Linked DNA regions of Mus musculus: all the other regions are linked to region 2. The links are chromatin contacts, called in public Hi-C and HiChIP or PLAC-seq maps. All regions are on one chromosome and are shown on one strand. Each heading gives the region's core, a stretch centred on a gene start, on an enhancer-like site or on the middle of the called end of the contact. The rest is flanking DNA. Distances are from core to core; before and after follow the strand shown. Region 1 holds the start of Ptafr (platelet-activating factor receptor). Region 2 holds the start of Fam76a (family with sequence similarity 76, member A). Region 3 overlaps Ptafr (platelet-activating factor receptor). Region 4 holds the start of Map3k6 (mitogen-activated protein kinase kinase kinase 6). Region 5 overlaps Wasf2 (WAS protein family, member 2). Region 6 holds the start of Gpr3 (G-protein coupled receptor 3).

What was found. Hi-C and Micro-C count contacts between places; a contact is called where the count stands out from the background. HiChIP or PLAC-seq counts read pairs in DNA pulled down with a chosen protein or histone mark.
Region 1: a contact with region 2 is called in an H3K27ac HiChIP or PLAC-seq map of embryonic stem cells, with 4 times the contacts expected there. The contact joins the promoter of Ptafr here to the promoter of Fam76a in region 2. A contact is called at or near these places in 17 of 39 promoter capture datasets (the 3T3-L1 cell line, 3T3-L1-derived adipocytes, the C10 cell line and 10 more), 1 of 15 datasets of contacts at CTCF or cohesin (large pre-B cells), 51 of 484 Hi-C or Micro-C datasets (B cells, the Ba/F3 cell line, CD4 T cells and 31 more), 13 of 115 datasets of contacts at active chromatin or transcription factors (the HPC-7 cell line, T-cell acute lymphoblastic leukemia, astrocytes and 8 more) and 2 of 9 other capture datasets (adipose tissue and liver).
Region 3: a contact with region 2 is called in a Hi-C map of B cells, with 5 read pairs. The contact joins the enhancer-like site here to the promoter of Fam76a in region 2. A contact is called at or near these places in 1 of 39 promoter capture datasets (stem cell-derived epiblast-like cells), 1 of 15 datasets of contacts at CTCF or cohesin (large pre-B cells), 1 of 484 Hi-C or Micro-C datasets (B cells), 3 of 115 datasets of contacts at active chromatin or transcription factors (intestinal villus epithelium, large pre-B cells and microglia) and 2 of 9 other capture datasets (adipose tissue and liver).
Region 4: a contact with region 2 is called in an H3K27ac HiChIP or PLAC-seq map of microglia, with 6 times the contacts expected there. The contact joins the promoter of Map3k6 here to the promoter of Fam76a in region 2. A contact is called at or near these places in 13 of 39 promoter capture datasets (the 3T3-L1 cell line, 3T3-L1-derived adipocytes, the C10 cell line and 7 more), 1 of 15 datasets of contacts at CTCF or cohesin (large pre-B cells), 7 of 484 Hi-C or Micro-C datasets (B cells, bone marrow-derived macrophages, embryonic stem cells and 3 more), 21 of 115 datasets of contacts at active chromatin or transcription factors (the 230-238 cell line, acute myeloid leukemia, bone marrow-derived macrophages and 12 more) and 3 of 9 other capture datasets (adipose tissue, liver and pancreatic islet).
Region 5: a contact with region 2 is called in an H3K27ac HiChIP or PLAC-seq map of embryonic stem cells, with 2.7 times the contacts expected there. The contact joins the enhancer-like site here to the promoter of Fam76a in region 2. A contact is called at or near these places in 1 of 39 promoter capture datasets (liver), 1 of 15 datasets of contacts at CTCF or cohesin (large pre-B cells), 2 of 484 Hi-C or Micro-C datasets (CD8 T cells and muscle stem cells), 7 of 115 datasets of contacts at active chromatin or transcription factors (acute myeloid leukemia, astrocytes, bone marrow-derived macrophages and 3 more) and 3 of 9 other capture datasets (adipose tissue, embryonic stem cells and pancreatic islet).
Region 6: a Hi-C map of bone marrow-derived macrophages shows a contact between it and region 2, with 32 read pairs. The contact joins the promoter of Gpr3 here to the promoter of Fam76a in region 2. A contact is called at or near these places in 11 of 39 promoter capture datasets (the 3T3-L1 cell line, the SN4741 cell line, embryonic stem cells and 7 more), 1 of 15 datasets of contacts at CTCF or cohesin (large pre-B cells), 12 of 484 Hi-C or Micro-C datasets (Th2 cells, bone marrow-derived dendritic cells, bone marrow-derived macrophages and 7 more), 19 of 115 datasets of contacts at active chromatin or transcription factors (astrocytes, bone marrow-derived dendritic cells, bone marrow-derived macrophages and 11 more) and 5 of 9 other capture datasets (adipose tissue, embryonic stem cells, liver and 2 more).

What each region holds. Positions count from the first base shown.
Region 1 is chr4:132,561,872-132,566,183 of GRCm38.p6, forward strand. It overlaps Ptafr (platelet-activating factor receptor), which reads left to right and starts at 2,196. Exons shown (of 2, transcript NM_001081211.2): 1 at 2,196-2,403.
Region 2 is chr4:132,921,133-132,925,544 of GRCm38.p6, forward strand. Fam76a (family with sequence similarity 76, member A) reads right to left here and starts at 1,419. Exons shown (of 9, transcript NM_145553.2): 1 at 1,226-1,419. The coding sequence starts at 1,306.
Region 3 is chr4:132,582,380-132,586,661 of GRCm38.p6, forward strand. Ptafr (platelet-activating factor receptor) reads left to right here. Exons shown (of 2, transcript NM_001081211.2): 2 at 1-304. Among named protein-coding and RNA genes, the nearest start is that of Ptafr, 20 kb to the left of the region's middle. Within about 2 kb of position 1,597, at least 15 of the 459 cell types and tissues checked have an H3K27ac peak or open chromatin away from gene starts, as enhancers often do. A contact at or near this core is called in B cells and microglia, where this site is marked.
Region 4 is chr4:133,238,915-133,242,905 of GRCm38.p6, forward strand. Map3k6 (mitogen-activated protein kinase kinase kinase 6) reads left to right here and starts at 1,904. Exons shown (of 29, transcript NM_016693.5): 1 at 1,904-2,517; 2 at 3,904-3,991. The coding sequence starts at 2,175. It also overlaps the pseudogene Fcnc-ps.
Region 5 is chr4:133,183,536-133,187,413 of GRCm38.p6, forward strand. Wasf2 (WAS protein family, member 2) reads left to right here. Exons shown (of 9, transcript NM_153423.6): 3 at 1,434-1,568; 4 at 2,064-2,217. Among named protein-coding and RNA genes, the nearest start is that of Mir7017, 10 kb to the right of the region's middle. Within about 2 kb of position 1,931, at least 193 of the 459 cell types and tissues checked have an H3K27ac peak or open chromatin away from gene starts, as enhancers often do. A contact at or near this core is called in CD8 T cells, acute myeloid leukemia, adipose tissue and 8 more, where this site is marked.
Region 6 is chr4:133,210,641-133,215,017 of GRCm38.p6, forward strand. It overlaps Gpr3 (G-protein coupled receptor 3), which reads right to left and starts at 1,896. Exons shown (of 2, transcript NM_008154.3): 1 at 1,779-1,896; 2 at 1-724. The coding sequence starts at 719.

The DNA.
Region 1 (4,312 bases), core at 946-3,445, 360 kb before region 2:
CCACATGCCTCTTTTGTTTTATTAAAAATGTTTTGTTTTGGAGACACAGTGTCACAAAATAAAAAGACAAGAAGAGATCCGTGGCAGCTTATGTGTAGAGGCTGAACTGGAGAAGGTACATGGGGGCAGGCACAAGTGTCATGGTGGGTGGGTGAGGGGATTTGTGTGTAAGATTATATGATGCTTAAGAGTGTGTGGTATGGAGCCGGGCGTGGTGGTGCATGCCTTTAATCCCAGCACTCGGGAGGCAGAGGCAGGCAGATTTCTGAGTTCGAGGCCAAGCCTGGTCTACAAAGTGAGTTCCAGGACAGCCAGGGCTACACAGAGAAACCCTGTCTTGAAAAAAAAAAAAGAGTGTGTGGTGTGTAGGGTTACAGGCAAACATTTTTATTGTTGTTGTTTTGTTTTGTTTTGTTTTGCTGTTTTAAGACAGGGTTCCTCTGTGTAGCCCTGGCTGTCCTGAAACTCACTCTGTAGACCAGGCTGGCCTCAAACATAGAGATTTACCTGCCTCTCTGCCTCTGCCTCCTGAATGCTGGGATTAAAGGCATGAATCACCATGTCCAACTCTGTTCGTTGTCTTATGTATTTTAGTGTATGTGTGTGTGTGTCTGTGTCTGTGTGTCTGTGCATTTTTGTGCTCCATGGTGCAAGTATGGAGGCCAGAGTAGACCCTCACCTCCCTTTTCCCCATGCATGTCCTAGGGATTGAAGTCAGGTCATTAGGCTATGCAGCAAGCACCTTTACCCTCTGAGCCATATAGCCAACATACAGTCACTTTAGTTTCTGAGACAGCATCTCTCACTGAACCTGAAGTTTGTGATTTGGCTAGACTGGCTGGCCAGCAAGCCCTAGGGAGCCTCCATACTGCTTCTCCATTGCTAGATGATAGGCATGCACGACCACCTCTGACTCCCCCATCCCCCCATCCCCGGCCCCTGATTGAACTCAAGTCATAGACACACTTACCAAATGAGCCGTCTCCCTCTTTTCCTCCTCCTCTTCTCACCTCTTCCTCTTGTATAGCATTTTATGTAGCCCACGCTAGCTTTGAATTCAGTGTGTAGCCACGAATGACTTTGAACTCCCGGTCTCTGCCTTCTAAGGGCTGGGATTATACATGTGAGCCACACACCCGGTTGTTTTAGTTCTTCGGAGCTGAAGCTCATGTTAATGATGCTCTGACCTGTAAGGAACCATTTTAGCATTGACAAGGAACACCGGTGGCATCTGACCAGCAGCAAGGGGCTAGCTTGGCTACTCAGGACCTGAGGCTAGGCACTGGGTGGGGAGTCAGAATCCCTGCCTTCTTGGCTCTCCAAGACAGACTTGGCGCCATGTCTCACCATAAGACAGACTTTCCTCTCTTTCGGCTTCATTTTTCCTTGATGTTTAGGAGGGGGCTTTGGGTCAGCTGATACCTGAGGGGTCTGCTATCCATAGACAGCGTCTATCATGGAGCCTGGCTGACCTCCTGAGTGCTATGCAGAAGGAAACCAAAACAAGGGGTTCTCTCATTTGCGTACATGGAAGTCCTCACCTGACTCATGCTCTCACACCAAATTCACTTGGCTTCTACCCCAGCTGCCCACACCTCTTCACCCTCTCTTCCTACCGGGAACTCACTTGCAGCTGAACTCTAGCTCAAGGGCTTGAGAAATTTCCTCCTTCCTCCAGCCCTGTGGTTCTGGGCTCCCAGGGGTTTCTTGGGCCCAGTTCTTCTTGCTCACCAGGGATTCCCTGCCCAGTCTTAATGACCAAAGCTATGCTTCCAGCTCCCTCTCCTCATCTAGTGGCTTCTCCCTCCCCCACCTCTCTCTCCCCTACAGAGGTATATGCGCTGGTGTGTTCATTCACACAAGCTCTTGGGCAGTCTCCGGTGCAGACTGCTCTCTGTCTGTCATCCATCCTTTCCCTTGTCCCTCCCTGAATCTCCTCTCTGTATTCTCTCATTCCTCCCATGCGCTCCTGTTTACATCAGCCGTTCTCCCTCCCTCTACCCCTCTCGCCTTCTCCCCTCCTTTCTGACTCTCTTTCCCTCTCCTCGTGCCAACTGTTTGTTGCTTCTTTTGGTTCTCTCTGTGTGTCTCTCTGTGTCTCTGTGTGTCTCCCTCTCCTCCCCCACCCCGCCCCTTTCCACACCCCCTGTCTGACACCCTCTCTGTCCTTTGCTTGCTCTGCAGGAAACCTCTGCAGTACTGAGTCTGGCTGGCTCAGTCCGTGTGGAGGTTCCTGTGGCATCTGGTGGAGGGGCCCTGGGTCACTGTGTTTCCTCCCAGGGGTGACTTGGCAGTGCTTTGCTCTGTTTCCTCACTTCTGCAATTGCCAGGCCACAACACAGAGGCTCGAGCTGAGGCTTGGACCAGGAGGGAGCAGAGCCTACGGCTGAGCTCCTCCTACAGGTAAGGAGGGTCCCAGCCCTGGCTGGGCAAAGGAGAACCCTACACAGGTCTCCTCAGGAGGCCAGAGTCATGCCTCCAGGTCATACTAAGGTAGATGGGTGGCTGGATTTTAAAAGAACCATCTGGCATCTTTCTCAGGCCAGGCTTAATATTCAAGAAGAGCTTTATGGCTGTGCGACAGGCCAAAGCCAGGGCTACACACATGCTTGGCCACTAGCCCTTGTTTTACGTTTTATTTGCTTATTGTGTGTATATGTATGTGTCACGGTGCACATGTGTGGGTCAAAGGGCAGCTTGTGACGGTCTGTTCTCTCCTTCTTCCATGTGGGGCCTGGGGATTGGCTTCACTTCTCGGGCTTAGCAGCAGATGCCTCTACCTACTGAGCTATCTCACCATCCCTGACTTTTATTTTACATCGAGGTCTTACACACTGCCGAGGTTGGCTTTGAACTCACTGTGTAGCACAGGCAACCTTGGATTATTGTATGTGTATACAAGTACGAATGCTCACTGTGTGCATGCCTGGCGCCTTGGGGTTCAGAAGAGGGGGTCAGATCTCTGGAACTGGAGTTCGGAGATGATTGTGAGCCACTGTGTGGATGCTGGGAACAAAACCTGGGTCCTTTCCAAGAGTGTCCAGGGCGCTTAATCCCTGTGCCATCTCTCCATCCTCTAGTCTTAGTCCTTAACCCTCTCTCAGCCTTCTGAGTGGTAGGTATTTCTGGCCTGTGATCAGGTGCTGGGACACTCCAAGGGAACCCCTCTTTTCTGAGAGTGAGATGGAGCCATCTTAGCCTTAACTTCTGGGAGGCGATGGTGAGGACGGGAGGCAAGGGCTTAGAGGTCTGTGAGCAGACCTCCATTTGCTTTATTAGCTGTGTGACTTTGGAGAAGTTATACACCTTCTCTGTGTATAATCAATGTCATCTCCCCAGCAGACTTTCCTGGGAGGCTGAGCTAAAGTGTCTGGGATGGAGCTAGGTCCCCGGGACCACACCCACTGCAGAGGATGTTGATAACTGGGTGGCTGGTACAAAGGTCCACAAAAGGTTGCCACGTTAAATCTCAGGTGTTGGGGACAAAGGCCAGTGTGGTACTGGCTATCTCTCCCTTGCAGGAAGTCTTGGGGTGATGCCGACAAACCAGAGCTGCTGGCCGAAGACTTGGGGGATACTGAGGGATAAAGGACTCATAGCTCTCTCATTTGCGGCTTGACAGAGCACTAGAATGCGCTCCAGATGGTCAGTGAGCTGGGGTGGGGGATGGTGACTGCCAGAGAAGAGGGAATCCTTTCCTCTGCACACCCAGCCAGAGAGAAAAGGAGATGACTGGCCGTCTGTGTCTGCCATTTTGCTTATAATCTGCGGCGACCTTGGGCCATTGAGTAGTCTCGATTTTCTTCTTTGTGGTTTAAAATTCTGACCTTGTAGGTTTGTGGAAGGATGAACTAAGAAGGTGGGGGACGTGCTTTGCTGAGCATAAAACAGTAAGAACAGGAGTGTCACTGTCAATGCTGACAAGAGGAGCAATTGTTTGTGCGTTTATCGTCTCTTCTCCTAGCTAGCAGGGTTTGGCAGAAAAACGTGCACAGGAATATGCACTGAGTTGGGAATGGTGGGCACATCTGTGATCCCAGCACTCGAGAGGCAGAGGCAGTAAAGATCAGGAGTTCAAGGTCAGCTTTAGCTATGTAGCAAGTTGAAGGCCAGCTTGGGCTACATGAGACCTCCACAACATCTCCCAGATCTGTACTAAGTAGATGAAAAGATATCATCAAAACTGTACTTGTTAGGGGCGGACAGTGAGCCATAGGCCAGCTCTGCCCTCACCCTAGTCACCTTGGGTCACTCCATCCGGTCAGTGAACGTTTAGGCAAGGGATTCACAGTCCCTGGCAGTGATGACCAAA
Region 2 (4,412 bases), core at 169-2,668:
ATTGAACTTCCTTTAAAAAAAAAAAAAAAAAAAAAAAAGAGCCGGGAGGTGGTGGCACATGCCTTTAATCCCAGCACTCAGGAGGCCGAGTTCAGGATTTTCTGAGTTCGAGGCCTGCCTGGTCTACAAAGTGAGTTTCAGGACAGCCAGGGCTATACAGAGAAACCCTGTCTTGGAAAAACAAAAAACAAAAATAACAACAAAGAATCATACAGCCTTAGACTGAGCAACAGTACACGACTTTAATCCCAGCGTTTGGAAGACAGAGGCAGTCAGATAGATCTCTGAGAGTTCAAAGACAGCCAGAGCTACAAGTTATATGACCCTGCCTCGGAAACAAACAAGAAAAATGTTTAGATCAAAGTTTTTATGTCCAAGGGGGCCTTCAAACACTATCTTTCGGACTCAGTAAACCCAAGTGGCTTAAGGAAAGTATGTGGGCATCTTTTTGGGGGGACGCGGGGAGGTGAACTACACACAGCGGACGGACACAGACACACATTCTGTATCTGAAATATCTGAGGATCTGTCAACGGCAACTCTGCACGAGCTTGCCGACTTAACTGTTGCTCTCTTGAACCGACGAGGTGGGAGGAAGTTATATATAAAAACGCTGGCATTTCAGGGGTTAAAAAATGCTTAGGATGAGGAGGAAGGCTACCAATTAGATGCTAAAAAGTCACCCTGTTCGTGTGTGTTCCAAGACACTGTTGGGGTACTTTTTTCATTTTCCCTAATAAAGCCTTGCCACCTCTAACTTTGAGATCGGCTGTAAAGTGCCCACGAAGTGTCCAGAGTTCAAAACACTCCTCACAAGCAGCACCTGATTCCGGGGTTCAATCTCATCCAGGACAAGGGAAATCTCTGGACCGTCATTCTACACTCAAGACGACCACATCAGAAGAGAAGGCGGTCCAAGGAAATCTTCCCGGGGGGCCAGTCGGGGACAAACAGGGGAGCTGTCCCCTCCCGCGACCTCACCAGGTCGGAGAAGAAACCCCAGCCGTTGCTAAGCACCAGGACACGCCGGCTGCCAGGGCCTGGACTCCGCCCGGGGCTCCCACAAGTACCCTGCAGTCCTCTGCGGGCCCGGCTCAGCTCGTCCGCAAAACGGGCCGGCCACACCCTGCCCGAGGGGACCCCGGCAGCCGTCCTCGCTGGACCGAGAGTTCCGAACCGCGCCTGGAGCGTCCCCAGCTCCCGGCCGCCGCCCCAGCCCGCGCACCTTGCACAGCTGCTGCCCCTGAGACAGCGCCTCGAAGGGGAAGCGCTGGTGGCACTTGGTGCAGGCGTACAGCGCCGCCATGTCCGGCCCGGGCCGTGATCGCCGCCGCCCCTCCCGCCGGCCCGCCGCTTTATCTGACAGTCTCAGGCACAACCTGGCGGCGGCGGCCGGGCCGCGGGCTGCGGAGGGCGGGCGGGCGAGGGCGGGCCGCGGGCGCAGGGGCGGGCTCTCCGGTGCTCAGAGGCCGTTCGCTGGCTCGCGTGGACGTCGATCACGCGGGAGGGGGCGGAACGTGGAGTTCCCGACGGCTCTGATTCGGTCCGGGTTGGACTACGCCACTGTGACGCTCGGGGCCGCGATTATGTAAAGCGCAGTCACGCGGGGGCGCCGCCTGAAAAGAGCGTCTTCCGAGTAGGATAGCGGAAGCCCTCGGGCTCCGCCCACCTGCCCGCTGAGGCTCCGCCCTCGCTCCGCCTCTCCGGGGGCTGCGGGAGCATTGGAGCTTCTCGCGATACTCGATGAAGTTGTGATGTTTTGGGTTGCCGTGGAGCTTCCCGCTAGCCGAAGGAGTGTGGGATTGGGGTGACAGTCGGGCAACGTCGGATTCGAACTACGAGACCATCCGGAGTTTAAACCCACTGGCAACCAAGGAGGAAAGTCTATCTTTGGAGCAGGCGGAGGGGAAAAGCAGGATATTAAATGAGTGTCCTCTATGGGCTGGAGAGAAGGCTCCGAATGCTGCTTTTGCAAAGTTTGGTTCCCAGCACCCACATCTGGAGGCTCAGATCGCCTGTAACTCCAGCTGCAGGGCTATCCCTGATGCCTCTTAACTCAGCAGGCACCTGCACTCACGTGCACTTACAAAAGATGGGCAGTTGTAAAATGGTAAAACAGTAGAGACCTGAAGCTAGAATTAAAGGCAATAGGAACACGGTGGCCATGATACTCTTGAGATCGGTTGGCTGTGTGTGTATGGAGGCCATCTGTACATGACCCAAAACCTTTAATACATTTTAGTTTGTGTGTGTGTCTCTGTGTCCCCCTCACTTAATATGGAGCTAATTGATCTGTCCGTTCTAGTGTGTGTGAGACTTAGGGATTGGTTTGATCTCTAGCACTGGAGAAAGAAAAAGAGGTAGGGCATAGGAAGTGAGAGGAAAGAAAGGAATAGAAAATATCGATGATCATTCATACAATAAACCTTTTTTAAAAGTTATTTTTACTTGTAAATGTGTTTGTGGGGCTGGAGAGATGGCTCAGCGCTGACTGTCTTCCAAGGGTCCTAAGTTCAATTCCCAGCAACCACATGGTGGCTCATAACCATCTGTAATGGGGTCTGATGCCCTCTTCTAGTGTGTGTCTGAAGATAGCAACAGTGTACTTACATATAATAATAAATAAATCTTGGGGCTGGAGCCAGCAAGGCTGGAGCCAGCAGAGGTCCTGAGTTCAATTCCCAGCAACCACATGAAGGCTCAGAACCATCTGTTCAGCTACAGTGTACCCCTATACATAAAATAAATAAATAAATCTTTTTTTAAAAATGTGTTTGTGAGTGTGCATGCCTCTGTGTATGTGTGTGTGTGTGAATGCAGTGCCTATCAAGGCTAGATGGAGTCCCCCAGGGCTGGAGTTGCAGGCAGTTTTAAACTGTCTGACATGAATACTGTACAAACAGTATGTAATCTTAACCACTGAGCCATCTCTCCAGACCCTCCTTGAATAACGTGTTAAGTATTTACTATGTGACAATTCTGGCTTATGCACACAATCAATAAGCCAGACATGATCTCTGCCTTTGTTTGGCAAATTAGCCAAAAGGGGCTATGATAAATGAAAAGACAAACCGTAAGTTGAGCATAGCAGTAACACCTGTAATCACAGTACATGGGAACTGGAGGCAGGAGGATCAGAAGGTCAACTCTATCCTTCACTACTTACTAAGTTTGAGTCTAGCTAAGCTCCATGTGACCCTGTCTTTAAAAACAAACAAGCAAAAAACCCCACAGCCAGGGAGGCAGAGGCAGGTGGATCTTGATAAATTATTTCTCCATCCATGAAACAAGCCAAATTCAAGCCAGATTACATTATATTAAATGGAGGTTTATTGGGCTCTCTGGCAAGTTCACTGGCCCCAAGGATTAAGGCCAGGGGAGTCACCATGAGGGCAAAGGTCAGGGGAGAGAAAGAGGAAAAATGGTGAGCAGAGAAAGAAGAGAAGGAGGAGGGGAGGAGGAGGAGGGAGGAGGAGAGGGAGGGAGGGAGAGAGAGAGAGAGAGAGAGAACACAAGAGAACAAAATGTGCCTCTGGAGAAGGGCAGCCTAGCCCCTGGGCTGGAAAGTTCAGGATTGGGGGCAGGGTGTGCCAGATAGGGACTGAGGGATGCTGGGAGAACCTGGAGGCCAGGTCTGCTTTGATCTGTAAAATGTGCACCTCAGTTCCTTGTCCTCAGGGGCCAAAACTAAACCGAGCTCTGTGTTGGAGGCCAGCCTGGTCTACAGAGCAAATTCCAGGACAGCCAGGGCTGCAAAGGACCAAAAAAGGAAGAAAGGGGGAAAAAAAAATCCTGCAAGGAAAGAGGACAGACCTAGGACGGGAGGATGGGGGTGTGTGGGGGAGATAGGTAGGATAGACCGAGATGATAGAATGATAAAACGGAGAACTTTCTTTCTTTCTTTTTTTTTTTTTTTTTGTGGTGGCTGGCCAGCCGTGTGCTCAGACGCAGAGAACTTTCTGAGGGGCCAAGATCTCAAAGTCAAGAGGAATTTAGCCTCCTGATTTAACCAAGAGTATTCTATGCAGAGAGAGAAGGCCCTGAGATGGGAGAAAAGCCCCATGTACCTGGGCCTCAGAGGAAAAGAGGGAGAGAAAGGATACCTACAGCGTGGACAGGGCATTGTGGGCAGCACCTCGGGCCCTGTGTGGATCGATGATGATGATGTTGTTGTTGGTTTGTTTGTTTGTTTGTTTGTTTGTTTGAGATGGGAGTTTCTCTATGTAGCTCTGGCTGTCCTGGAACTTGCTCTGGAAATCAGGCTAGCCTCAAACTCAGAGATCTACCTGCCTCTGTCTCCTGAATGCTGGGCTTAAAGGTCTATACCACCACTCCCTGGCTCCGAATGGGGTTTTAGCATAGTGGATTATACAAGGCAATAAATAAATAGGAAAGATGTTACTGGCAGGTTG
Region 3 (4,282 bases), core at 347-2,846, 340 kb before region 2:
TGTGTTAGGCTAAGCAGAGGTTGGAGAGAAACAAGAACTTGGCGAGAAGACACAGCTTCCAAGGGGCCAGAGGGACCAAGTGCTTTCTCCTGAGTCCTGGGAGGTTCTCTTGTCAGGATTCCTTCTCTTTCCTTCCTTAAGCTCATTGGAATGGGTGTCTAGTGCTCTCAATGAAATAACATTCTCTGTTTCTATGTTAATATGGTATATTCTGAATTTCATCATATGCATATCTCCCTTGCCATTGGTTTGCAATATCCATGTACCATAGTATGTTTACTTAATAAACATTTTTCTCTTCTAATTTGGTCTTTTGTCTTGTTTTGTTTTTGTTTTTGTTTTTATTTTGTCGAGACAGGGTTTCTCTGTCCTGGCTGTCCTGGACTCACTTTGTAGACCAGGCTGGCCTCAAACTCACAGAAATCTGCCTGCTTTGCCTCTTAGGTGATGGGATTAAAGGTGTGTGCCACCACAACCCTGCAAAATTTGGTCAATTTTTAAAACTTACAATCCTACCTACCTAACAGCCACCCTATAGATTATTTTTATGCTGGTTTTACATGTGGAAAAAAGGCTCGTAGGGGTGGAGTCATTAATATTCAAACCTAGAACTCTCATCAGCACCCACACACAGACTATTCTTCTTTTTCTTTTTTCCCCTTCCCTTTCTTCCTCTTGCTCCTGCCCCACTCGCTCTGGTCATAGGTTCTTTATTTGTTTCTCATTATGGATGATTGTGAGCCATGTAGTTGTTGGAATTTGAACTCATGACCTCCAGAAGAGCAGTCGGTGCTCTTAACCACTGAGCCATCTCACCAGCCCACACCAATTCTTCTAGGCATCTTTGTGCCTGCTGCTAGTTCAGGAGCCCATCCAAGCCCTGATGTTGGAGGTCTCTTGTATAGCACATGCAGCCTGAAGCCTCATGGGGACTCTTCCCAGGCACAAGTACTAGGCGTGATCAGGCACTTCAGACACTGGGAGACAGGCACAGACCTGCGTTTCTAGGGACCCCAGGGAACCAGAGCGCCAATACTGCTGGAGCCAGGAGGGGCACTTACTGCTTGTGAGACTTGGTTTCACTTGTCAGCGTGAAGGGCTCCAGAACCATCTGGCAACACTGGCAGAGTTTCTTCGGGCTGCATATCCTGAAGCAGTGTTGCCAGGTCTTCTGTCTAGTTTGACGAAGGACTTCCAACTTGCTTCTGAAATGGCTGCACCAGTCCACACCCTTACCCAGAGTTTTGTGGAGGATTTTGTTGTCTCTTTTGTTTGGGTGCAGGGTCTCGCCATGTAGTTTTGGCTGATCTGGAATCACTCTGTAGACCAGGCTGGCTTTGTGTAAAGATCCACCTGCACACTTCAGATTCACACTTCAGAGTGTGAATGCATCGCACCAAGCCTAATATGTTCTTAGCCCATATTAACTATCCACAATAACATGTTTCATTATTGACATTCTTGTACTTGTGTAAAAGGCACTGGGTCACATTCACCCCTCCCCCTTTGCTACCTGGTCCTCCCTCAACTCCTGCTTATCCCTCTCCATCCCCTCCCTCCTCCTGACTAACTCCACTTCTGCTTTCAGGGCTCTTTTTAGTGTGTGACCCAGAGTCTCGCTAGGGTTGTTTACTGGAGCATGGACACCTTACCTGTCACTTCACCCAGTTAACTGCATGCAAATCCTCCGGGGCTGGGGGGGGGGGGGGGACTGGGGTCCCAGGAGAGCCTCTCCACTTCAATGGGTTCTCTTTTCATGAACTTTCATGCTACATAATGTGCAGTCGAATCTTGCTTTTAGTTGGACTCCCTCTGATTACTAAAGGGCTATAGTCAGAGCCCGGTGTGGTGGCACATGCCTTTAATCCCAGCACTCGGGAGGCAGAGGCAGGTGGATTTCTGAGTTCGAGGCCAGCCTGGTCTACAAAGTGAGTTCCAGAATAGCCAGGGCTACACAGGGAAACCCTGTCTCGAAAACCCAAAAAAAAAAAAAAAAAAAAAAAAAAGAAAGGCTGTAGTCAGGTACTCGTTAGTCATTTGTGCTCAGATTCAAATAATTCAGATTCCGAAGCTTGTACCATGTCACAGGGCGAGCTTGTGCCATGTCACAGGGCGAGCAATAAAATGGCCTTGGACCCCTGTGGCCAGGGCTCCTTTCTTCAGCCTCTAGTCTGTGATTTCGGACAGACTATGGAACATTGCTGGACCTTTTTTTTTTTTTTAAATGGGAATATTGGCCAGGTGTGGTGGCTCACACTTGTAGTTCTAGCACTCAAGAGTCTGAGGCAGGAGGATTGCTACAACTTTAAGACCACTCTGGGCTGTATAGGTAGTTATCAGACCAACTAGGGTTGCATAGTGAAAATTTGTCTAAATGCTATTTATTTGTTTGCTTATTGAGACAGGGTCTCTCTGTGCCTAGCTGGAACTCACTCTGCAGAGCAGGCTGACTTCAAAGTCAGATCCTCCTGAGTGTTAGGATTAAAGGTATATGCCCCGGAGAGAGCAGGCTGGAACAAGCAGGGAGGTGGGGGGCACCACACCCGGCTCTCAGATTCTTTTCTTTTAAAGAATACATATTGTTAAGGCCTAGGTAAAATGTTAAGGCCTAAGTAACAGTTACCTGGCCTGCCATTGTAAAGGAAACTTTCTCATATGTTTCTTCTGTTACTAGGAAACTTTCTAAAGCAAGATTGATCACATATTCTGTTATGTTTTGTGCCCTTAGAAACCAATCACGATAAAAGCCAATAGAACTGTTTTGTATAGTTACCAACAATAAACTTGGACCCAAACCAACCATCCCACACCACTTCCTGCACCCGTGTATAAGCTTTTATGGTATTAGCTGTCTCTGGGATAGACCCTGGCCTAAGAGAGACATCTGCACCAATATAAGAAAGTATTTGGAATAAAGCTTCCATTTTGAGTAGTGGTCCAGTAAAGTTTAAGTTCCCAAGACCAGTTCCCAAGACCTCCCTGAGAGCTGACCTCCTACTTGGCAGAAAGAAACATGCACGTGGGTAACTGACATCCTGGTTAGCAAGTTAACACAAGAATGTTAAACAAGTCCCATTCTGGTAGACATGAATATTAGACAAGGCAAGTCCCCTGCCACAGCTGAATGCCCCAACCAATGGGAGCAGGATAAGTGTACAACAAAGGCCTGTTCCTAAGGAAACCCCTATCCCTAAATCCTGATCGGTGACATAGCTTGGCACAGATGTTTACAGATTTGGGCTTAAAAGCCCTGAAGGATCTTGGGGTCAGGGTTAAGTTCCCGAATCTGGTTCATGTTCCTGGGACTGGTGCTCAAAACACTCTCCTTGGCCGACTGTGATCGGTGTTTGTGTGGCTTGTGAGGAGAATCCTGGACCCTAACACATATTACCAATGTCATAGACAGTTTTGTGGGCTTAGAGCTGCTTAGGACTGTCCCTGGCACAGACTAAATGTCACAAATGTTGCCCCTGGCCAAACAGATTGTCTCCACTCCACAGAGTCTCCTATTTACAACATTGTAAGACACCAGCTTTCTTCCCTTTGTGACGGAGTCCACGTTGTATAACCTAGTGCGAGCCTTATGAGTGGGAAAGTGTGCAAAGGAGCGGAGTGTGACCAGCCAGCCATCCCTTGACTTCTAGGTTATTCTACAGGTCTCCCAGGGGGTGGACTTTGTTGTTGTTTGGGAGGTTTTGTTTTGTTTTTGTTTTTTTGTTTTTGCTTTTTTTTTTTTTTTTTTTTTTTTGAGACAGATTTCTCTATGTAGCCTTGGCTGTCCTGATACTTGCTTTGTAGACCAGGCTGGCCTCATACTCAGAGATCCTCCTGCTTCTGCCTTCCGGATACTGGGACTAAAGACCACCACTTGGTTGCCTAGAGAGTGTTTTAAGAAATCAGAGACAGAACACACATGAGTCAGGGGGATTTCAGTCTTTGATGGTCATGATAGTTCCTTAAAAAGAAGCCAGACCATGAGAGGGCACACTCAACAGAGGAGACAGTGCCTAAAATGGGAGAGTCGCTTGCAAACTGACTGCGTGGCAAAGGGTTTACAATATGCAAAAATCCCCTACAATTCAATAACAGGAAGTCAAACTTGATTAAAAATATAGACAAAATGACTTGAATATATATTTCTCTGAAGAAAACATATAACTGGCTGATAAGTACATGACAATATGTTCAACATCTCTGATCATTAGGGGAAACCAAAACCACAGCGAGAGAAAACCGGAAAATATTAAGTAGTGATGAGGATGTAGAAAAAAAATAGACTTTC
Region 4 (3,991 bases), core at 654-3,153, 320 kb after region 2:
GAACTCAGGACCTTCAGGAGAGCAGTCAGTGCCCTTAACTGCTGATCCACCTCTCCAGCCCAGTGGAAAGACTTCTACCACTGATGGTGCAGAGCCTTATTCAAGATGGGACAACTGTGCAGTAACTGTCCCTGGTGCTGGGTTGTACGGATCCTGCAACTGAACCAATCTCAAGGGGCATTATGCTGCATCTGAGACCACTGCCCACATGTATGGCATTGACTGGACCTCAGAAAAAGGCATGGGTCACCCCTACTGTGGGATTACACATAATGCTTTGCTAGAGCACTCGATTGTCGGTATCGTCACTCCTTACAGCTTCCATCCCTTGGCCACCTCACTGCCAACTGCCTCTGCTTGCAGGGCCACTTTGTAACACTTTACAAATCTTTTCTTACTCAGGAGAAAACCTATAGAAAACAGGGCAGGGACACAAGCTTCAGTTCCATTCAAGGAAGAACTTCTAATCAGGAAGACGAATGGGTAGGACTTCTCCGGGCTTCAGATCCTAGAAGGATGCAAGAAATGCTAGGGGGCAGTGAGGTGAGAGATTCAACCACCCACTCGCAATCCTCCTGGGCCCCCAAGCCCAAAGTGGATGCATCTGAGGACAGCTTTCTCTCACTCTTTGTTTGCTGTTTGGTTGGTTGGTTGATTTTATGAGACAGGGTTTCACTCAGCAGCCCTGGCTGTCCTGGAAACTCTGTAGACCAGGTTGGCCTTGAACTCAGAGATTCACCTGCCTCTGCCTCCTGAGTGCTGGGCTTAAAGACATGTGCCACCACCACTTGGTTCCCATTTGTTTCTTGTAAGTGTGTTTTCTACCCAAACCTCTGTAATGGGCCACATTCTCCCTTTCTATTGCTCGTCTATCCCATTGGTTCAAACCTAGGAAGATATATTTTTTTCCTTCCATGAGACAAGAAGGCTGTGAAACAGAGGCTTCCTACCGTTTGTTGAAAGGTCCATTTGTCCAAAGCCCCAACATATTATTTTTATAAAGTTTTAGTTTTATTTCATGTGCATCTTTTGCCTGTAATTATATATGTGCACCATGTATGTGCTGGGCGCCTATGCAGGTCAGGAGAGTGCCAGGACTCCCCTGGGCCTACAGTTACAGATGATGGTGAGCCACCATGTGGGTGCTGGGAACCAAACCAGGGCCCTCTGAAAGAGCAGCAAGTGGTCTTTACAGCTGTGCTGTCTCTCATGCCCAAGCCCTACCATAATAAACGATTATGAAACATGGCCCTAACCTCAGAGTCTCAAAGTCTCATTTCTAAGTTCAGGGCCCTCTAAGGTTTATAGCAACTTAGATTCATACTATGATGTTAAAGCTTCTTGGTGAATTTGAAGCCGGGATAACCTTGTAACCCAAAAAGCGGAGACTTCTGGAGTTCCTTCAAAGGGTAGATAGGAAGTTTACCGTAGAAGTGCTTTTCAGCTCCATGGTCAAGTTTCGGGTGGACCAATAAGGTCCACAAGGTTTCACTGCAAGAGAGGCTCTGAGGAAAGCGCTTGTCAACATTCTGACCCCTACCAGCAGGAACATTACATGTGCCGCCTACACAATGTTTTGCTCCCCCGTCCTTCCCCCGCCCAGTGTCCATTCATTTACCAGGTCCCTGCAGGGCGGGGCTGTCCTGTTTCCTATCCCTGGGCTGGGCACACGTCTTACGAGCGCTTGCAGTAAGCAGTCAACAGTGTTTGGCCCGAATAGGGGCACAGGCTGTTCCGGAAGTGGACAGTGTCAGAGGTTCTAGCCGGAGAGGAGGGAGGGAGAGCCGCTGGGGAGCCTCATTGCCCCAGGGCCGAGGGTGGAGCCTTTCCCAGTCGGGAAAGGGCTGGGCCCAGCCTACATGTGAGGGCAGGACAGAGTGACTGCCAGCGCTCCCTTGAGAAGTCTGGGTGTAGCACGCTGCCGGTTGACTTCCCAGGACTCTTCTGTGACCTGTGAGCCGAGGATTACTGGGTACCCCAGATTCCCAGAACCCAGTCCTGGATTGCAGATCTGTAAGGACCGTGAAAGATTGAGCAAAGAAGTCTTTCTGGACTTAAGAGTTCCGGAACAGGACGTCCAGCCCATCTCCGGATCCCGACTGGATCCACACCTTCAGCCTCGTGCCCTGTCCCGGGTTCCCCGCGCCCGGGGCCCCGCGCTTGAGCGCCCCCGCATGGCGGGGCCATGTCCTGGGGCCGGGGTTCTAGAACGGGCGGGCAGCTGCTGGCAGGACCCGCTGGCGGAGGCGCTGAGCCGGGGCCGCTCGTCTCCTGCGGTCACGGGTCGGGGCTGCGCGCGGAGCCGGCCTCTCAGTGTGGTCTACGTGCTGACCCGGGAGCCGGGGCTCGGGGTGGAGCCCGGGTCGGGAACCGAGGCAGAGCCGCTGCCGTTGCGATGCCTGCGCGAGGCCTGCGCTCAGCTCCAGGGCACACGGCCACCCCCGCAGCTACGCAGCCTACCCTTTGCGACGCTGGCGCTAGGCGACACCGCTGCGCTGGACTCCTTCTACAACGCGGGTGAGCGTCTCGGGGCGGGGCTTGAGTCTGGGCGGGGCAAGGGGCGGAGCTTTAGAACCCTGACGGGGCGGGTGTGGGTACCAGGTCTAGGGAATTTACGGTAAACTAAAGCCGAACTTGAGACAAGGCAGTAACGACAGGGCATTTAGTGGATTATGGATGTGATGGGCTTGAGGCTGGATCTGGGGATTCAGGCCTGGCTCCGGAGTTTAAGTATCTTTCGGTGAGCGTGGTGCCAAGCAGGTGGGGCGGAGCAGGCGAACTCTAAGGGCGGGGCTGGGGAGGGGCGGGGCTGAGGGAGGGGCAGAGCTGCGCTTCCCTGCGTAAGCGGGAGAACTCTTTTTCAGGATGATCTCACGTTGGACTTTTGAGGGTGAATCAGGCCTGAGACGGAAGTTCGGTCTATGGCAAGGGGCCATCTCTGCAGGATTGGGGTTGATAAGTCCTAGCATACTACATCCCACATGGGACTAAAGGGGCGGGAAAGGAAGTACTGAGGCAACTCTTCGGGACTGGATTATAGGAGAAAGGGATTGTATTTGGAGACTAGGAGTCGAAAGAAAATGGGTGGGGCAGGGGTGGGTCTAGAGGAGATACAGGGAGTCCAAGGGTGAGGTCGGAAGATAGCTATTCCTCTCTTTCCCACCTACCGGATGCTCCACCTCATCCCTATTTGTTTATCTCCGAGTCAGAGAGCCTTGTATCCTGGACATCTGCTAAATTGTAGCTTAAAAATGAAGGCTGACCCGGTCAGACCACAGATAAAGTGGAATCATCTGCGTTGACTCATACAGTCCCTCCCTTGCGGACATTGTCACTTAAAGATGGCTGGATACAGTAAGCTACACAAACACACATAAAAGCACGACGTTGTCTTCACACACGATGATGCAGATCACCCTCAGGACCCTGGCTTCAAGACTGGAGAGATGGCGCTGAGGTTAAGAGCACTTGCTGCTCTTCCCGAGGACCCGAGGTTCCCAGCATGCACACGGGGTGTGCATGCTCACAACCACCTGTAACTTTATCTCCAGAGGATCCTGATGCCGCTTTCTATCATACACTCACACCAACACACACATACATATAAATAAAACAAGAGAGAGAGGAGAGAGAGAGAGACAGAGAAAGAGAGAGAGAATGGGACTTCTTTTTGCAAAGTTCCTGTCTCCTACATAACCTGGAAGTGCTCAGTGGGATGAAGGTCCCTGGGCATCTCCTGTAACACCACCAATAAGAGTACTGTGAAAACCCCGGGAAGCTCTCGAGAGCAGCACCGACTTTGGCATGAGGTGCAGGCAAGGCACTTGACGTGGCATGCATCTCCAGGCTCCTTTGCCACTGAGGTGGGCTTCCACGCTCAGGCCTACACTTCTGTGTCCACAGATGTAGTGGTGCTGGAGGTGAGCAGCTCCCTGGCACAGCCTTCCTTGTTCTACCACCTCGGCGTGCGTGAGAGCTTCAGCATGACCAA
Region 5 (3,878 bases), core at 681-3,180, 260 kb after region 2:
TTTTTCTCTTTTCCGCCAGAGCAGTTGAATTTTTACATTTGTTATGAGACAGAGTCTCACTATGTAGTCCAGGCTGGCCTTGAACAAACAGCCTCCCCCTCGGCCTCCCAAGTGCTAAGATTACAGGTGGGAGCCACCACCATTGGGTGTTTTTAAGGTTGGTTCATTTCCCATGCATAATCCTGCGTTATTTCTTTGCTTTTGTTTCCAAACACAATTTTTCTTTACCTGGTGGAGCAGGAGCACTGCTGTATTATCAACATATCAAACAGGACCTTCTGCCTGCAGCAGAGCAGGGACGCAGCATGTTGGCCTCTGAGTCCTTTGAGCTCAGGAATGCCTCTTGACTGTTGCTGCATGGAAGCGTGCAGTATGCAGAATTGGGAGCTCCTCCTTGATTTATTAAATGCACCAGGAGCTCCCAGTGCACAAGTTAACTGCAGTTTACCCCGAGGGTGTGGTTTTGCCCTTCCAGGCTAGGTTAGCCTAATTCCCCCTTAAATATGTACTAAGCTTAGAAGCTAAAGGAAAAAAAAATGAGACCTTACTTTAACTAGGTCTCAAACTCTCGTCAGGTTGGGCAGTCGTTTACGGCTGCCTTCCCTTTGTGCGTGAGCATCCGAGGTGTGGAGACTTACTCCTCATACCTCTCCCATCCCTTGCGGCTCAGAATAACAGTGTGGAGGTATTTATTCCACATGGCGGTTTCTTTGGCTACAAATTCTCCTTGCATTCAGGGTTGAAAGTACAGAACTCTTTTCTTATTCTAAAAAGTGAGACCTTGTGGAAAAAGACCAGTGGTGTCTTGTTTTTCAGGGAGGGCTTGAATATCTCAGCTTTTCGCTTGTTCCCTGGGGTGTGGATTTGAAGGATTGTAACCTGGAGCAAAGACTTTGAAAGCTGTGGGTTAGAGAATGTAAGGTGACCTTTTCACCCTTAGAAGAAATTTGGCATCTCTGTGTGGGGTGGGAAAATTCAGGCCCCTTAGAGATACCCACATCTTGGTTTTCAGTGGGCTTTTGAAATTCAACTGAGGACGTAATTTAGTGTATTAAGCATGGACGCCTAGTTGTTGCTCTAACTTTCAGGCTGCTCTCAGAGCCGTTTTACAAGGTGCTTTACAGAACAGGAGGGTGAGAGCCAAGGACAAATGTTTGCATACACTGGCTGCTTTTCCGGGACTAACTTGTTGACATTGCACCTTTCGATTTTGTTGAACCTGCTTTTAATTTCATGTTTGTTCAGAATTTGCCAAAGAGGTTCTATTAGTTATGGACTATATAAGCACAGAGTGACCAGGCTATGGAAACTGTCTCTTTCTCCAAGAACAAGCATGTGTGTGTGTGTGTTTGGGGTACGATATACTCTTTAGTCTTTGGGCTGGTTCCTCTCACTCCTGTGCACTAGTGACTTGCTCTGTTTGCCCTTTCTAGGTAAGTATGCAGAGGACATTTTCGGAGAGATTTGTACTCAGGCAAGTGCCTTTGCCTCCCGAGTAAACTCCCTTGCTGAGCGGGTTGACCGAGTACAAGTTAAAGTCACTCAGCTGGATCCCAAGGAAGAAGAAGGTAAGGAGGCTTAGCCAGAGCTGCAGGCTCTGCCGAGGAGTGCCTCAGAATCCTGCCCTGGTTTGTTACAAAGCAAGAGGAGAGATCAGAGAGACTGATATACGTCTACTTGGAAGCGACATAAGCCTAGGTGGTGTAAAGAAACCTTTTTCCCTTTACCACACAGCACACTGCCATCCCCCCAGTCCCCTTGTTCTCACGTTTCCTTTCCCTCAGTGGTATTTTGCTACCATAAAAGTACTTGGAAGACTCATTTCACCCATGGAGAGGCCTGCAAGATCTGGCCACATAGTAAACCTTTGTGTTGCTTCATCTGTTCAGTCATGAAATGGCTGGGCTGCTGACAGCCTCGTGGGGCTTCCCCAGAGGGGGAAGGGAAAAAAAACCTGGCTGCCAAGAAAGGCAGCAGCTGAGGCGTCTCCGACGGTGTGACTCAGTGTTTGCTCAAATAGCCTGCCGTCCATTTTCTAACGCCTTCCATCTTCCTTCTCTCAGTGTCACTACAAGGAATCAACACTCGGAAGGCCTTCAGAAGTTCTACCACCCAAGACCAGAAGCTCTTTGACAGGAACTCTCTCCCGGTGCCCGTCTTAGAGACCTATAACAGCTGTGACGCTCCTCCCCCTCTTAACAATCTCAGTCCTTACAGGTAACCGTGCGCTCGCTCTCTCTCTCTCTCTCTCTCTCTCTCTCTCTCTCTCTCTCTCTGTGTGTGTGATTAAAAACTGCATTGTCTAAAATCTCTAAAGATAATATCTGTATCAGAGAGAGAATACTGTTGAACTCCCTGCCCACCCCAGCAGAGACCGTTAGCTCATTCTTGTCTGGTCTCTGACGGACATGCCGCGTCTCCTATGTACTGAAAGTTTGCTGTACCATTGATGCTGCAAAGTTTAACTTGGGAAAAGTAAGTCCATCTGGATTCCATCCAAGGAATTTAGTTATTACAGAAGCAAGAGGACTTGTTAGCAGGCAGTCCTGCACACGGATTCCCAGGGGCCACATTCTAACCGGCTTTCCACTTTCTCAGAAAACTCTAAATTACCAGATGTTTGGGCAAGTTAATGGGACCAGCCTCATACTGGCTGCTGGGGAGGGGGGGATCACAGTGTGGGGAGTATTGGTGTCCTTCCACGTGAGTGCCGGTCCCTTCATTTTGAACACCCTTTGGATGGTTTCTTCTGTAAGGACCAGCCCTGGTGTAGGTAGACATGGGAAAGGAAGATGGTAGGTTTAAAGACAACCTAGAGTCCTCCCCTCTGGCGATTTGCTAATGTCATCTTGAACAGACCAACTGAGCAGAAGTAGAAAGGGAATATTTATCTTGCTTGTATCCATAAAAAGTAGTTACAGGTAGCTAGACGTGGGTGCTGGCGGTCAGGCATGGGTACACTGAAAAGCAGAGTGTGTGTGTGTGTGTGTGTGTGTGTGTGTGTGTGTGTGTGTGTACCTCTTGAATTCAAGGACACTGGTCTGTCCCTCGAGCCCCAAATAGGAGCTTGGTAGCGTCTCACAGAGATCAAGAAGAATATCTGCCCTTGGTCCTAGTAAAGGATATGGAGTCTTGCTTGCCCCAGGGCTGTCACTCTTTAGTCTGATTGAGTTTGGGGATAGTGTGTGATAGAAAGGGTTGACATACCTCATAGTACTGAAAACGATATGAGACAGTGTTTGTATGGTGGGATAGGATTGACAAATAATATTGAGATGTTTCATCTTTCTGGAAACTGTATTATTTTTTTTTTTTGATACTAATACTGCCAGAATTAGTATCTCCTTCCTCTCAGTTATCTGGACTTGGCCTAACAGAAACAAGCAGTGGTTACTATAAACATGTTGCTGTCAGGGCCTGGAGAGACAGTTCAACCCGTAAGAACATCTGCTGCTACTGCAAGTTCAGCTCCCAGCACTTAGAGCAGAAACTCACAACCGTCAGTAACTCTAGCTGCGTGTGCTCTTACACCCCCTTCTGGCCTTTATGGGCACCCACATATGTGCACAGAGACACGCATACACACACATTAAATAAAAATAAAATAAATCTAAAGCATGTTTTAAAAGGAACTAAAAACGGTTGGTCTAGACACCTGTGCCCTCAGTGGTGGTGGTTGATATAGATGTGCCCTTGGAGTTTGAAAGGCAAGGGGTAGAATTGTCTTTCAGAAGTTTTGGTTGGTTGGTTGGTTGGTTGATTCACTGTGTGTGTGTGTGTGTGTGTGTGTGTGTGTGTGTGTGTGTGTGTGTATGTGTAAAGAAAGATTGGGTCTCTCTATGTAGTTCTGGGTGTCCTAGAGCTTATATATACACCAG
Region 6 (4,377 bases), core at 646-3,145, 290 kb after region 2:
ACGTAGTGAGAGGCAGGCAGCAGGTGTCGTTGGAGGGCGATCTGCTGGGCATGGCGGCAGACGATGCGGCAGATCTGGGCATAGAGCTGCAACATGATGCCAAACACCATGAAGAAGGCGATGGCCAGAACCACCAGATGGTTCTTGGAGAGTGGATAGACCACACCACACGTGGTCAGGCCATCCCGGCAGTTCCAGGCCAGCACGGGAACCAGCCCCAGGCCCAGGGCACCCACCCACACCAAGGCCAGCATCACATAAGTCCGAGTTACCGTTGTCTCTGAGTAGTAAGTGAGAGCATTGTACAGGGAAAGGTAGCGGTCAACGGTAATGGCCAGCAGGCTGCCGATGCTGGCAGTGAAGGCCATTGCTAGCACGCCGACCAGCATCAAGCTCATCTCTGGTGAGCCAATGCAGAAGTCAGCCGCAAAGTGCAGGACCAGGCCCAGGCCTGCCAGCAGGTCTGCTACGGCCAAGCTACCCACCAGCAGGAACATGGGGGCGCGGAAGGCAGGAGTGCCCACAATGATGGCCACCACCAGCGCGTTCTCGCAGGACACCAGGGTGCCTGAGATGCACAGCACCACATCCCAGGCCCTGGGAGAGGGCAGCAGTGTAGCTGGGCCTGTGGGTTCCTCTACTGGGTCCACGCTGCTCACGTTCACACTGCCTGAGCCAGCTGAGAACCAGGCCATAGAGCTTCCTGCTCCCCACATCATGGTACCTGTAGAAGAAAGGTCCTATGAGATGCTGGCAGGCCCGTATCCTGACAGGAGGCCCTTCGAGAAAAGAAAGCTGTCAGGATAACAGGTAGGGTACGGATGTCCTGCACACCCCACACCCCCAATTCATGTCCTGTGGTTTTTGTCCTCTGATGCCTCCAGGCCTCTAAACAGGGGTCCCTTTTTCTCGGTGATCCCTTTTCTGTGTCCCTTCACCCTCCCCTCCATTCCTCTAAGTCCTGAAGACCTCTTGGCCACACGTGGTCAAAGAAGTGAATCAAAGCTTACCATAAGTGAATAGGGGAAGCACAGGATTCAAGGTGTGCCCTCAATAGGCTCATGAATAGGGGAGGGAAACACGTCAAGAAGAAGAGCAGTCAGCTCCCTCCCACCAGACACGATGACTTGGTTCCTGAAGCTCCCAGACCCCTCACGATTCATGGGCACTGCCAGCCTCAAGCTCCGCCCCCAGGCAAAGCCGGTGCAGCTTCTTGCCAGCCCCCACTCGACATTCCCAGGGTAACACCTGGGAACTCATTTCCCCTACACTCTCCCAGACTTCTGACTCCGGACAGACACCCCACACACACTGCCCCCTTCTTCCTCCTAACCACTGGGTCTCCGTAGCAGACACCCCCTGGTGAAAGCCGGATTCCTGAGTCAGACCCCTCCTTCTGCCCGGACACCTGGATCTTGGGCCTGACTCCGCCTCCTGCCTTGGATAGCCGAAGCCCCAAATAAGACACCACCCGCTACTCGGACGTCTAGGTGCCCGCCCCAGACGCCTCCTGTTCTCCCAACCTCAGATGACCGCCCGTCCCTCTAGGGCCTCAGGTCCCGCAGGAATGCTCACCCTTTGCCGGGTCACCCCATCATACCACTCGAGAGCACCCGAACACTTGGGGAGCTGCCTGCTTATGCAGACTCTGCACATCCAGAGTCCCAGGTACGACCCCCCGACCCTGAGCAGGGGCAAGCAGCCTTCCGCCGGCCCGGCGCCCCTGCACGCTGTGTCCTCCCAGACTCCGGGTACCCGCGGCAGGGCCCACTACTCACCGGTGGCTCAGGACCGGGTGCGGCCGGGCCGCGGGGCGCCTCCACTCAGGTTCTGGCAGAGCAAGGTGTGCGCGGACCCCAAGAAGCCCCCGCGGCCGCGGGAGACGCGGCGTGAGTCACCCCGCCCCGCCCCGCCCCCGGCCACCGGTTTGGTGACGCCAGAAGCCCAGCAGGCCAATGGGCGCTGCGCGCTGGAGCGCAGCGCGTGCTGCGCGGCATAGTAATGAGGCCTCGCGCCGCCCGCTCCCCCATTCATAAAAAGTGACCGTGGCCGCGGCCCCGCCCCCTCCGGAGCCGGCTCTCTGTCCTTGACGCGGCGCCCTCTGCGGGTCGGGGGTTTTGGGGACACTAGTGGGAGAGCCTTAAAAGAGACTCGGGGAGGTCACAGAGGATGTGGGAAGAGGTCAAGGGATTGGGATAGTCTGCGGGGGTGATGAGTACCTTCGGTGGCAGAAACGAGCTGACATAAGACAGGTGATGGAGCGAAATGGGCGTCCCCGGTGAGGATGACAGGCTCTGCCTCTGATAGGGCCCCGAGGCGACGGTGACAGGAGCACGAGGGAGCAGGGAGGTGGGTGGCTGTGACGATATGAGCACGGTGACAGGATCTTGGAGGATGGCGGCTGTGGGACGTTGACGGTAGCGGGGTGTAGGCCTCCTCAGGACAGCCACAGCATTGTCAGGATGACTGCAGCATGATGGAGCTCGGGGACCCTAGGGTAACAGAAGTGGTGACAAGGCTTTGGAGATGAGTGTGCAGGTGAAGGAACTTCAGGTCACTGTGACCCTGTTAAGTGCTATAAAGGACTGAGGTGACGAAGCTAAATGAGAGCTGTGGGGTCCTGAAGTAAAGACCAAATGACTTGTGTGTGGGCCCCAGAGTGAGGGAACAGGGTAGGAAGTCTGACTGGACAGCGACCCAGCAGGTAAGTTGCTGTCAGGACAGGTCCCGTGATGTTGGGGTTGGAATAAGGAGCTGGGTGACGTCACTCATGTGGACCCAATAGCGTCCTCTCTGCATGGGAGGGTGCGCCTGGCAAGATTTCAAAACCTCAATTATTTATTCAAGGATCTGAAAAGCCAGAGCGAGGGCTGGGGGGGGGCGGGGGTGGTCACTTCCCCGAAGCAGCAGGAGATAGGGAGCCGGGAAGAACTTGGAAGCAGAAGGACTCGGCAGCTCCGTGCTCAGAGCAGCCTTCCTGAGCACCGGCTTAGGTACCCCAGGGGGTGGGGCAGAAAGAAAACTTGCTCTTTACTAGACCTGCCTGCGCCATCCCTAGGGAAATGCCCCATCAGATCTAACCCTAGGCACCAGTACTGTCCTTTCTCCCTTTGATCGTCTCTGGAATGTTCAAGACTTTAGGAGGGTGATGGGAGTCAGGGGTCGGATGTCGGTCTGAGGCTGAGGAAAGGAAGGAGGCCAGGAGTCAGGGAATGCGTCATAGCCTCACAGAGATGACAGAGCATGGGCTGGAGACTGGCAGGGTTTGGGCGGGATATGGGGAGTTCAGCTGGTGGAGGAGGTCAGGCCTCCAAGCCTAATCCACGCTTCCGAACCCTGTGACTTTGAGGCCCTGTTAGGCTCTCTGAAGCTGTTTTTTCATGTCTAAACGGCTGGGGACTGCTGGGGGCAGTTGGCCCGTTAGCAGCACGGGGCTGTATATTGGCTGTCAGTGGTGTATCTGGCCAGTAGAGGATGTCAGGGAAACACAGGAGGGCACAAAGAAAATGAAGAGTGGTCACAGGAGGCTCTGCCTTTGTGGGACCAGGCTAGATGGGGCTCTCCTGCTGCAGGCTCCTATGGGCAAGCTCCCTTCAGAACTCTCCTTTTAGCCATTTCATCCATAAATGGGCTTCCTGACCGGTCACAAATGACCGACTAACCTTCCCCTGGCCTTCCCTCCTTGCTTTGTTATCTTCTCAGGTGTGCAGAACTCCTGCAACAAAATACTCTCCCTAGTTCCCTTTTACTGTTTGCTTGGAGTCTGAGGCTGTCCCACTGTAGGATAAGGCATGTGACAATAATGCCTAGGTTTGGTTTGTGCTAGGGACAGTGCCTGATATGTAATTGGTATTCAGTTACTATTATCTGTTGGTTGATGAAACATAACAGGAACAGTCAAGGAGAGGGAAACAAAGGAGGCAGAGGCGCATGCCTTGAATCCCAGCACTCGGGAGGCAGATCTTGTGAGTTTGAAGCCAGTCTTGTCTGCAGAGTGAGTTCCAGGTCAGCCAGGGCTATGCAGAGAGACCTTGTCTCAAAACAAAAACACTCAAGTATGAGACTGGAGCGATAACTCAATAGTTAAAAGTATGTGTTGCTCTTCCAGAGGACCCAAGGTTGGCTCCCAGAACCCATGCGGAACCTCATTCATATTTAAAAAACAACAAAACTGGGCGGTGGTGACACACACCTTTAATCCCAGCACTCAGGAGGCAGAGGCAGACGGATTTCTGAGTTCGAGGCCAGCCTGGTCTACAAAGTGAGTTCCAGGACAGCCAGGGCTATACAGAGAAACCCTGTCTTGAAAAACAAAACAAAACACAACAAACAAAAATTTGTCGGGCAATAGTGGTGCATGCCTTTGATCAAGCAGAT